Linked DNA regions of Rattus norvegicus: region 1 is linked to region 2. Evidence: chromatin contacts called from public Hi-C data. All regions are on one chromosome and are shown on one strand. The core of a region is the stretch at or near the end of the contact, and the rest is flanking DNA. Distances in the headings are between cores, read along the strand shown. Region 1 has its middle 110 kb from the start of Eea1. Region 2 overlaps Nudt4 (nudix hydrolase 4).

Region 1 (5,842 bases), core at 651-3,150, 300 kb before region 2:
AAAAAAGACAGCTTCTAAGGAACAATACCCAAGATTGTACTCTGGCCTACACACACACACACACACACACACACACACACACACACACACACACACTATAATGAAATGGGGGAAAGTAAAAGCAGAACTCAAAAGGAGCTTACAATCTAATAGAACTCAGTAGATACAAAGAATACAGTGTTCTTCCAACACTGGGGTCTTGAGATTTTCTTCACTGTAATTAAGCCCAGAGACTTTTATCAGAATTGCCCATTAGCATAAGTACCACAATAAGGAGCAAGGCCTGAGCTTCCAGCCTATCTGTCTGCAATGCAGATACGCACAGACAATAACTACAATCTGTTCTCGCTTCCGAAGTCTGTGCGCCAGTAACATAAAGTTCACTGAAGTAGCTGTAAAATGCTGCACTCTGCAAGTCAGCTCAGCCATTTAAGTCTTTGACGCTGGCTACAAAAATAGCTTCCCATAAAAGAGAATCAGATGCGGTGAATAAATAATTCGCACGCATGCCCTTGTGTGGGCGGGAGCTGGGTGCCGTTAGCTTTGCCTTGGTGAAGCCCGCAGTTAGAATACAGCCTAGACTCTCAGCCTGAGCGCTTTTAAGGCACTGACAGTTGCAGAGCTAAAGTGAATGAAGGTTCTGGTCCGGTAGCCGTGATACTAAAGGGCACAGGGAGTCGCCATAGTCTCTGATGACTTATGTTTGTTCTCTTCTCTTCCTGGGCGTTTAACCTTGACACCAATGATGTCATGCATTTCCAGAGAACCTAAAGGACTATAGGCACCAAAGAAAGAGAGTGAAGATAAGCAAGTGAGAACATTAACTGTAAATTTTTTGCTTATTGTGTTCTGAAATGTTCTAACACATTAATAACTGGGGGAGGGGGGTCTTCCAAACATGGAGAAAGACCACTCTTCCTAGAACTAGTAATTTTTTTAAACAAATGTGTTATTCATAGAAACCGGCCAATCCCAAAGCCCCGTCACTACACACTTTTCCTCTCACCGGAAGACACTAAGCCACTAATGCCCATGCCCTATCACCCCAGGGCCAAGTGTGGGGCAAGCAGGCTCAGGCTCTGTCACCCAAAGCCCCCCTGGAACTTCAAGCCTGCCAGCATCTACTGCCCTGCTGGCCTTCTCTGTAAACACAAGGCTATAGCCTCATTCCTTTCCGGCTCCTGACCAAACCGGGTTGATTCTCCTGTGGCCCTGAATAATGGACATCCCTCCTCTTCCTCGAAAACACAAGTGATACATTCTTCAAACAGCAACAGCTTCTCCACATCACCTAGTCGGGTCCATAAATAAAACCCCACAAGGACAAACGAGGCAACCAAGCTTCAGCATTTTTGAGGAAGATGGTCGTTTGGTTTCAAAGTTGGCTCAGAGGCAACCCATTGTACCAAAACATAGCTTAGGATGAGAAGCGGACATTGTCCTTTGTGAGTCTTCCTGTCGCCACACGTATGTGAAAGTGCACTCTTGGGTTGACATTTTATAGGGACATCAAAGTCTAAGACAATGTGCATGCCCCATTGAAGATGGTAGGAGTGCAAACCTATAAGGGAAGGGAAGAAGTGGAGCCTGTTTTTAGTGCTCTTCTAATTGCTCATATGTCACACTGAGGACAATCAGTGCACGCTGCAGTAAATATTGATTTGTTGACCGCCCAGCTCTGTACCCAGGTATGTAAAATCATCTTTCACTGAACTATCACAGCAAAGCTAGGAAGTTGACTACCATTATTACCCATTTCAAAGCAGAGAAGTCAGAGGTCATGATCCAAGGTCACTACTGTCCTCAGACTTGAGGAAGTCTAAATGCACACTCTGTTCTCTAAACCCTGCTCTAGTCCATCTGTCAAAGATGAGTGAGGCAATGTCTATCACATGACACAGGATTCAAGAGCACAGTTCCCCTTGCAAATAATGTGTCCATCTGAAAACCTCAACTCCTAATTGGCCCCTCCTATTGCCTGGCAGATGGGGCCATGTTCTTTCCAAACCAGACATACTTTTGTAGGTTTTCAGAAGGTTCAGATCCAAAACCCATTGAGAAATAGGCAACCCTCTTAGAGTCCAGTGACTGCTTTTCCTAGAATTCGGTGTCCTGGGTACTTCTGTTAATGACCCAGGTCACTCTATTTTCAATATTACAGGTCACTCTGTCTTCAGTATTCTCTGCGGTCAGTGTTTAGGACTAAATTATTTCTCTGTGCTGCTAAACACATCAGAATTATCATTCTGTCTTGTTTGGAAATCCATCAAGAGCATCGCTCCAACAGACTTGCTTCTGATCCCAGCTGAACAGTTGTGTAAGCTATGGCCTTGAGTCCTGATTTCTTCTTCTGTGAGGTGGCAATCGTTACGACTTTCTCAGTGTTCTCCCTCTCTCTCTCTCTCTCTCTCTCTCTCTCTCTCTCTCTCTCTCTCTCCCTCCCTCCCCCTCTCCCTCCCTTCCTTCCTCTCTCCCTCTCCCTCCCCCTCTCTCTCTCCCCCTCCCCCTCTTCCTCCCTTCCTTCCTCTCTCCCTCTCCCTCCCCCTCTCTCTCTCTCCCCGTCTCCCTCTCCCTCTTCTTCTCCTTCTCCCTCTCCCTCTCCCTCCCCCCCCCCTCTCTCTCTCGTGTGTGTGTGTGTGTGTGTGTGTGTGTGTGTGTGTGTGTGTGATCATGTTTTTTCATTAGATGCTGGAGGAGAGCCTTGAGTGTCATCCTCCAGAATGCTACCCACTGCCTTAGAGGTACTATGTCATTAATTGGAAGCTTCCCAATAGGCTAGAGTGGCTGACCAGTGGGATAAAAATGATTCTCCTGCTTCCTTTTTCCTAGCACTAGAATCATAAATGTACACCACCACACTTGAAATTTGTATGTGGATTCTGGATCAAACTTCATTCCTCTTGCCCACAAGCAGCCCCATCCCTGTTATTTTTTTTTAAGATAAGAATAAGTCCAGTATGTGATGCTAAGTCCAACCCTTAACATAACTACTGTGTTATAATGATTGCTTAGCCAGGAGAAATGGCTCTCTGCTTTCCACCTAGGCAGTTTGGAAATGAAGTATCACTCGCTTATGGAGCTACAGAAGAGACAGGTACATGATGACCTACTTCCAAAAAACAGCTTGATAAACCAGCCATAAAAGTTAACACTGGCCTAGCACATCTGAAAATTCAAGAGTCAACATGGGGGAAGTCTATTGGAAGTAGACAATAGAATAAATGAAATTTAAGTAAATCTGGTAAAGAAATGTGAGGAATACAGTCCACAGTTTCTCCACAGAGTTGAATAAAAACCTCAGTAGAAATGAGATGACGAGGGAAAGAAAGTCAAGGGCCACTGTTGTCCTCAAGTTCATCCTTCCCCTTTTGGGCCAGTTGGCCCTGGCTATGTCATTCTGGATGTCAGTTTCATCCCCAGTAAGAACAGCGTGTTGGCCCGGATGATCTCAGAGACCTCTTACTGTTGAGCCACTCTACAAGTCAATGACACCATTGTCCCTCCATTTGTCCTCTGGAGATATTGTTGCCACAATAATTGGCGTTGCCCCCAAGTAACATCACGTAGCAGAGTCCAGTCACGCACAGGAATTCTAGACAGTGTGAGTGTGAATTCTAATCCCTCTTTTTTCATACTGTCCTTGACTAACCTTGGACAGGGCACCTAGCTTCAGCTACTTCCCTCCAATACCTCATGACACAAAAAAGCTCATGGCTCTACTGATTCCTACCTACCCTCCAAATGCCCTTACGGTGCCACTGCTGGAAAATCATAAAATTAGCCTTTTTCCCTGAATAATTCTCAGTTACAGCGTGTTTTCCCTTCAAACTTGGAAGCCCTTTTCTTTTCTTTTTCAAATTATAACCACTCTTTAAAGAAGGCTAAATTTAAGTGAAGGTTTAAATAGCCATCACAGCTACAGCAAAGGCAAGGGTTAGAAGGAAGGCTGATTCTGTAGAAGGGAGCCACCGTAACTTTCATTAGGCTGTAACGAAAAGTGGAAACTGTAGTTCATCAAATATTTTTGAGAAGATGTATTTTCTAATCACAGTGACTATAAATCCTGCCCCGAGTTAAGCCAAAAAAATTAATATTTTTATTAATTAATAATAAGGTGAAAATAGTGTGAATAGTATGTGTTTAACATTACAATAAGGGATTTACATAGTTTGCCTATTAATACCCAAATCAAGTGGCTTACGCAGTAGACGTTTCCTACTTCATGTGACTATTGGCCAATGAGCAGCTCTTTTTCTGCGTTGATTGACTGAGTATCCTATGGTGGTTTGAATGAAAAATGTCCTCCTATAGGCCCTATACTTAAATACCTGGTTCGCAGTTGATCACCCTATTTGGGGAAGTTGTGGAACTTATAGGAGAGGGAGCCTTGCTGTAAGAAGTAGGTCGCTGGGAGAGAGCTTTGCGAGTTTACATTCTCTTCTTCACCCCCCACAACCCCTCTGTTTACCACTAGCCTTTGATCTGTTCAGCATCTGCCCCTGCCACGATGCCTACCAATAGCTGTTGTCCTTCCCTACTATGACAGAGGACTCTAATCCCTCTGGAATCATCAGCCCACATAAGCGTGTTTGGATACGTTTTCTTGGCCATGGAGTCTTATCACAGCCACAGAAAAATAACTGATATGTGTCTCAACAACATGATGGGGAACTCATCCTCCGACCCTGTGGTTCTCAGAGCAAGGTCATCATCTCCATTTGAGCTTGCCTAGTGGATGTGATGATTCCAGGTGTACACAGACATTCCAACAGCCAGCAAAGTAGACCTCCCACATGTCCCTTCCTACAGCTTAAGAAATGCTGACCCTAAAGGTCCCCCTTCAGGTTCTCCTGCACATCTCCCTTTAAGGATCAAATGCAGTGTGGCTATGTAAGTTGGTCCACGGCAAGGAGAACGAGATGGCAAGACTCACAGCCTAAGTGACCTCTGACTCACCTTCCTTTGACAGTGTAACCACCCCAGCAAACTCAAACTGGTTTCCACTGCATGTTCCAACTCTGCTAGGATATGGCAGCTGGGTAGGCGACCAAAACATGTTATCATTTTAATAAAGAATCCCGAAGAATTAATTATCTTAATCTGGAAGAGACTGCAACCCAGGGATGTTAAACCATTTGCTGCTGGGCCACAGTTGGAAGTTGGAAAAGTCTATATTAAAAACCATCAAATAGACAGTTCTGAAATGCCCATTTGGGTAAGAAGCATTATAGAGTTTCATTAAAAGGTAGATTATCGGGGTTGGGGATTTAGCTCAGTGGTAGAGCGCTTGCCTAGCAAGCGCAAGGCCCTGGGTTCGGTCCCCAGCTCCGAAAAAAAGAAAAAAAGGTAGATTATCATACTCCACAGCCAGAGATTCCCATTCAATATCCTTCCTTCCCCTCTTCTCACTTCTTCTCTTCAGATGGGGTCCCGTGTAGTCTTGAACTCCTGATCCTTCTGCCTCCACCTCCCAAGTACTAAAATTAGAGGTGTACAACACCTTTACTTTTAATAATCTTACTTATTTTAGCCACAAGTAGCCTATAAACTATATTTTCATCTAAGATCAGACTGGATATCATTTCGATAGAAGTCCGATTTAAAACCAAATGGAGCTAATTTTCTGGGAGTCCCAGAATCACTGTCTATAAAAGCAAGGTATCACTCCAAGCATCCCTAGAAAACTTCCCATCACAGTCCCTCTGTAGTGTGCAGACATTAGCCCTGTCTACTGCCCACAGGGCATCCCTAACAGAAGAAGAATAACGGTAGCATATTTAAATGAAGAGAGTGAGATCAAGAGAAACTTTACAGATTTCCTAAGCAAGCATTGAAGAGTATT
Region 2 (5,211 bases), core at 2,570-5,069:
CCAGGAGCTGGTTGGTCAACCTAGCCGAAATGGTGAGCACCAGGAAGACACAGACATCCATCTCCCTCTGCACCCTCATGCATGCAGACATACAAACACATTGTCTTTGTCAAAAAGATAGTATCCACATTGGGGATCAGTCTCCCCCCACCTCCTTGAGGGGAGGGGAGATAAGAGTAAAGCTTACTTCTAGAGTTCGTGCCTGCTGTGCTGCTAAGTTTATATTGTCACCTAGACACAACAGATTTCCCTGAGAAGAGGGAACTTTGGTTGAGCTCAGATTGGTCTGAGGCTATGTCAGTGAGAGATTGTCTGAGATTGACTGAGAAAAGTGGGAGGGCAGGCTCAGCCCACTGTGGGTGGCACCATCCCTAGGCAAGTAGGTCTGGGTTATGTAAGCTAGGTGAGCATAAGCCAGTGAGTAAAAGTGCTCCATGAGTTCTTCCTCAGCGTCTGCCCTGACTGCTTTCAGTAATGGATTATGACTTGGAGGTATAAACCGAACGAATAAACCCTTTGCTCCCTCCTCCAAGTTTTTGAGAGTTTTATCACAGCAACAGGAAGCCAGTTAGGCATGTTCAAGTCCTTGGGTTTGATCCACCACCGAATAAACTGTGTGTGTGTTCACAGTCCACAGGAAGACCTACTGAAATGTACTTGAAGGGAGGAAGGAAGGCAGCACGCTGCAGTAATTCTACAGCATTTTTGTTCAGGATGAGTAAGGCCTGTTACCTTCTTGAGGATTTGGTTGTTTGAACCTTTTTAATACTTGAATAAATGCATTTCAGTCTTTCATTTGTTCAATGATTGTAATGTTTATTACCTCAGTGCTAGTAAGTAAACTGTTGAAGACTTGGATCCTTGTTTAGGGTGAGAATAGGGTTTTTTTTTTTTTGGTTTTTTTTTTTTTTTTTTTTTTTGGTCCTTTTTTTCGGAGCTGGGGACCGAACCCAGGGCCTTGCGCTTGCTAGGCAAGCGCTCTACCACTGAGCTAAATCCCCAACCCCGAGAATAGGGTTTTTGTTGTTGTTTGGTTGGTTTGGTTTTTAATCCTTTGGGCTTATGCTCTTCTTGGTCAGTGTGTAAGTCTCTCCTATAAAAGGACAGGTGACTTTGCAGCTCTTCTGGTCTGTTTTCACCCTGCTGTCACAACAGCATAAAAAGCACCAGAAAAAATGCAAAGTGAGTAATGGTGACTACTTCCTAGTTAATGAGCACTGAAATCTGAATAGTACATGATATAAAATATAAAGCCACGCGGTATCTCCTATAGAAGCTCTAGCTTGGGTACAACCACTAGAAATCAGTCTGGAGTGCCTCAGAAGATGGGACACAGCACTCCCTGAGGATCCAGCTCTACCTCTCCTGGGCATATACCCAAAAGATGCTCCAACATACAACAAGGACACGTGCTCCACTGTGTTCATAGCAGCCTTATTTATTATAGCCAGGTGCCCTTCAGCAGAGGAATCGATACAGAAAATGTGGTATATTTATTTATTTACACAATGGAGTACTCTGCTATCAAAACAATGACTTCATGAAATTCATAGGCAAATGGATGCAACTAGAAAATATCAGTCCTTCTTAGAAGGGGGAACAAAAATGCTCATGGGAGGAAATACAGGGACAAAGAGTGGAGCAGAGACTAAAGGAAAGGCCATCCAGAGACTGGCATCCACCCTATATACACACAGCCACCACAACCAGACAATATTGCTGATGCCAAGAAGTGCATGCTGACAGGTGCCTGATATAGCTGTCTCCTGAGAGGCTCTGCCAGAGCATGACAAATAACAGGTGGACGCTCATAGGCAACCATTGAACTGAGAATAGGGTCCCCATTGGAGGAGTTAGAAAGGACTGAAGGAGCTGAAGGGGTTTGCAACCCCATAAGAACAACAATACCAACCAACCAGAGCTCCCAGGGACTAAATCACCATCCGAAGAGCACACATGGACAGACCCATGGCTCCGGCTGCATATGTAGCAGAGGATGGCCTTGTTGGGCACCAATGGGAGGAGAAGCCCTTGGTCCTGCCAAGGCTGGACCTCCCCAGTGCAGAGGAATTGTCAGCGCCAGCACCGACACAGTACCGAGAATCGGGCGAAAGCCTATGGGATGAAAGAAACACACATACACACACACAGGTTATCGTGTCAAGCCAGGAGAGGGAGAGAGAGAGAGAGAGAGAGAGAGAGAGAGAGAGAGAAGAGCGGAAGGAAGAGTGAGAGTGAGGAAGAAGAGTGAGTCTCCTGTAGCTTTATTCACCACTTATATACCCAAGTCTCCAGGTAGAAAATATCTGGGAAGCACAGTGGGAAACCCTGGCTCATGACTACCTGGCTCCTGACTTCGGTAACAAAAGACCAACTACGAGACCTGAATTAATTAGGGAGAAATCCCAGAAGACCAGCCTAAATCTCAAGGATAAAGGCTGAGGAAGTAAAAGGCAGAAGTAAATTGACCACCACCCAGGTGTGGTCCAGGTGTGTTAGTTCCACATGCATCAGCCGGGCTCAGGCCATGCAGTTACAAAGCAGCCAGGCCCAAATCTAATATGGCACTACAAGGAATGTCAGGGGGGGGAGGCAGGAAGGGGTGGGTGGATGGGATAGGGGGTTCATGGAGGGGAAACCAGGAAAGTGGATAACATTTGAGATAAATTTTTTAAGAATCCAGTAAAAAAGATGAACATACAAATATGGTAATCAGTAGTCCTTAAAGTTGTTATAAATTTGTATATTTGTAAATATGAAACACCTTGAAATGTTTATAATTTTTCACAATTTATACACATACTAATTAAAATTAACTTAATTTAAAATTACACTTTGAAATAAATTAAAATAAATTAAAAGAACCCCTAGCTTTCAAGAGCCCGAGGAGTACATTCGAAAGAATGAAGCTTTCTCCTTTTTGCTTGGACTCTAAAGCTAGTGGGCTGTATGCACATAGTGGGTTGCCCTTGCTGAGCTAACGGCTGGCCATAGACTGGATCACCCACTGGTTGTGGAGTATGTGGGTGCCTCACACTCAGCCCAGCTAGTGTGTCCATGCATTTCCCCACTCCTGTCTCCAGGACTTGTCTTCTCTTAGATCATGGGGGAATAGAATAGGGTGGCCTGCCTGTGGCCATGTGTCCTTCATTGTAAGAGAAAAGATTCTATAGCTCGAGTTACTGATATGTAGGTCTGGGAAGCGACCTGGTGGGTAGAGTACCCCGGCATCCATGTGAGTGCTGTGTGTGCCGGCGCACACCTTTGACTGACTCCAGCCTGGGGATGGGGGAAATAGACAGGCTGATCCCGGGTGCATGGTGGGAGCGCCAGGTTCTGTGAGATGAGAGTGACACTCCCATCGGGTCTCCATAGTCATGCATGGGGATGCATGCACATGTACCACCCCCCAAAGTAACTGAGGTGATGACCAACCACAACCTCAGTGCATCCACTTGGGGTTAATACATTTGCCTAGGAACTGGGAAGCTGCACTCCTTAAATCCTGGTAGCTTAAATGATCCCAAAGGGGCCAGAGTCCCGGGCCAGCCTCGTCTACACTCTGAGTTCCAGGTTAGCCAAAGCTACACTGTGAGAACCTGTGTCACTGATCCCCACCCCAGTACAATTGAGTCTGCAGAGGCAGGATGGTTTAGTGATGTGACTCTGTATCTTGGGCCCTTAATAATTTCCGTGAGATTTCAGGTTGGTCCGGAGTCCAGTAGACAGTATCACAGCACGGGGCTATCACGGGTCTTGCAGGTGCTGTTGGTGAGCAGCAGTCGGTACCCAGACCAATGGATCGTGCCGGGAGGAGGGGTGGAGCCGGAGGAGGAGCCTGGCGGTGCTGCTGCAAGGGAAGTGTATGAAGAGGTGAGAGGAGACTGTCTTGGGGTTTTACAGGACGGGCTTCTGGTGCTTTGCCAGGTAATCGGCAGCTGATAGTGCTGTCATCTGCTGCAGTGGTTAGAAGGATATTGTTTAGATTACATTTTGCTTAAGAAGTTTGTTTTTTGTATGTGGTAACAGCTAAAATGATGTTAATGCAGTTTCACTGTTATCAGACATTGCTTGATTAGTGATGAAAAATGTATAACATTACCTGAGAGCTCTATCAGTACTGTATGGAACAGAGACATTTTATTTTATCAGCCTTGCGAATGGAAGTCTAATGAACCCAGGCAGTCAGCAGGATTGTGTGTGAATTAAGCCACTATTCTGTACATAGGTGGTGAATAAACAAAGCTTATAAAGGTTATTATGGAAGACAAGTATTTCACTTACCAACTCTTTTTTAACAGGCTGGAGTCAAAGGAAAATTAGGCAGACTCCTGGGAATATTTGAGGTGAGTTACAAAATAGCCCTCACTTACTGATCTAGAATTCACAATTCTTTCCTAACAGCTGCCCGAACCAGGTTCCTCTAAAACTACCAGTAGGCAGGTCAGTGGCGAGGACTGGGGAGGTTGCCTCAAGTTTGCATGCTTGGATGGTTACCGGTGTCTGACCGTGGGGTGGGACTGACCGAAAGACTCTCCTGGAATTCAGTGGGACCTGGGCACAGGCAGCGGCTTCAGCAGTCCTAAGATCTAGGGGTGATTGTGGGTTCTGTCCAGTTCAGGATGTAACACTGGACAACATAAGAATGGCTTTAAGGGGGTTGGGGATTTAGCTCAGTGGTAGAGCACTTGCCTAGAAAGCGCAAGGCCCCGGGTTCAGTCCCCAGCTCCGAGAAAAAGGGAAAAAAATGGCTTTAAGGACCAGAAGACAGAAAACTCAGGTACAAGGAATAGATGCTAAAATAAAAACCTCGTCTGTGTTGCCTCATCCTAAATGAAGGCAGGATGGAATCCTCAGAAAGGGACGATGGGAGTGAAGTCAGTGCATCCACCTCTAGTCAGTGTGGTACCCCAGAGATAAGGGGACTCCCTTATCAACGATCAAGAGTTAGCTCAGTCTTTGTGACAGAACCTTAGAGGTGAAGCCTTTAGGAATTAAACTGTGTATTACTTGGAATTGATAATTAATTCACCAGTTCTTGGCTGGAGAAATGGCTAAGAGTACCTGAGTTCAATTCCCACTCACATTGTGGTTCACACAACCGTAATTCCAGTTCCAGGAGATCTGACCTTCACTCAGGCACACGAAGTAAAATTTAAAAATACAGTTCTTCAGCTAGCACTCAAAGCCTCTGTGGCACTGGTTTACACA

The links. A called contact is a pair of places that touch in the nucleus more often than the background predicts.
Region 1: a Hi-C map of liver shows a contact between it and region 2, with 6 times the contacts expected there. The contact joins two enhancer-like sites. A contact is called at or near these places in 8 of 12 Hi-C or Micro-C datasets (the A7r5 cell line, Schwann cells, frontal cortex and 5 more).

The regions. Positions count from the first base shown.
Region 1 is chr7:32,379,674-32,385,515 of GRCr8, reverse strand. No RefSeq gene overlaps it. Among named protein-coding and RNA genes, the nearest start is that of Eea1, 110 kb to the left of the region's middle. Within about 2 kb of position 1,900, at least 4 of the 93 cell types and tissues checked have an H3K27ac peak or open chromatin away from gene starts, as enhancers often do. A contact at or near this core is called in hepatocytes and liver, where this site is marked.
Region 2 is chr7:32,078,234-32,083,444 of GRCr8, reverse strand. Nudt4 (nudix hydrolase 4) reads left to right here. Exons shown (of 5, transcript NM_053598.3): 2 at 3,763-3,873; 3 at 4,302-4,346. Among named protein-coding and RNA genes, the nearest start is that of Nudt4, 11 kb to the left of the region's middle. Within about 2 kb of position 3,819, at least 11 of the 93 cell types and tissues checked have an H3K27ac peak or open chromatin away from gene starts, as enhancers often do. A contact at or near this core is called in hepatocytes and liver, where this site is marked.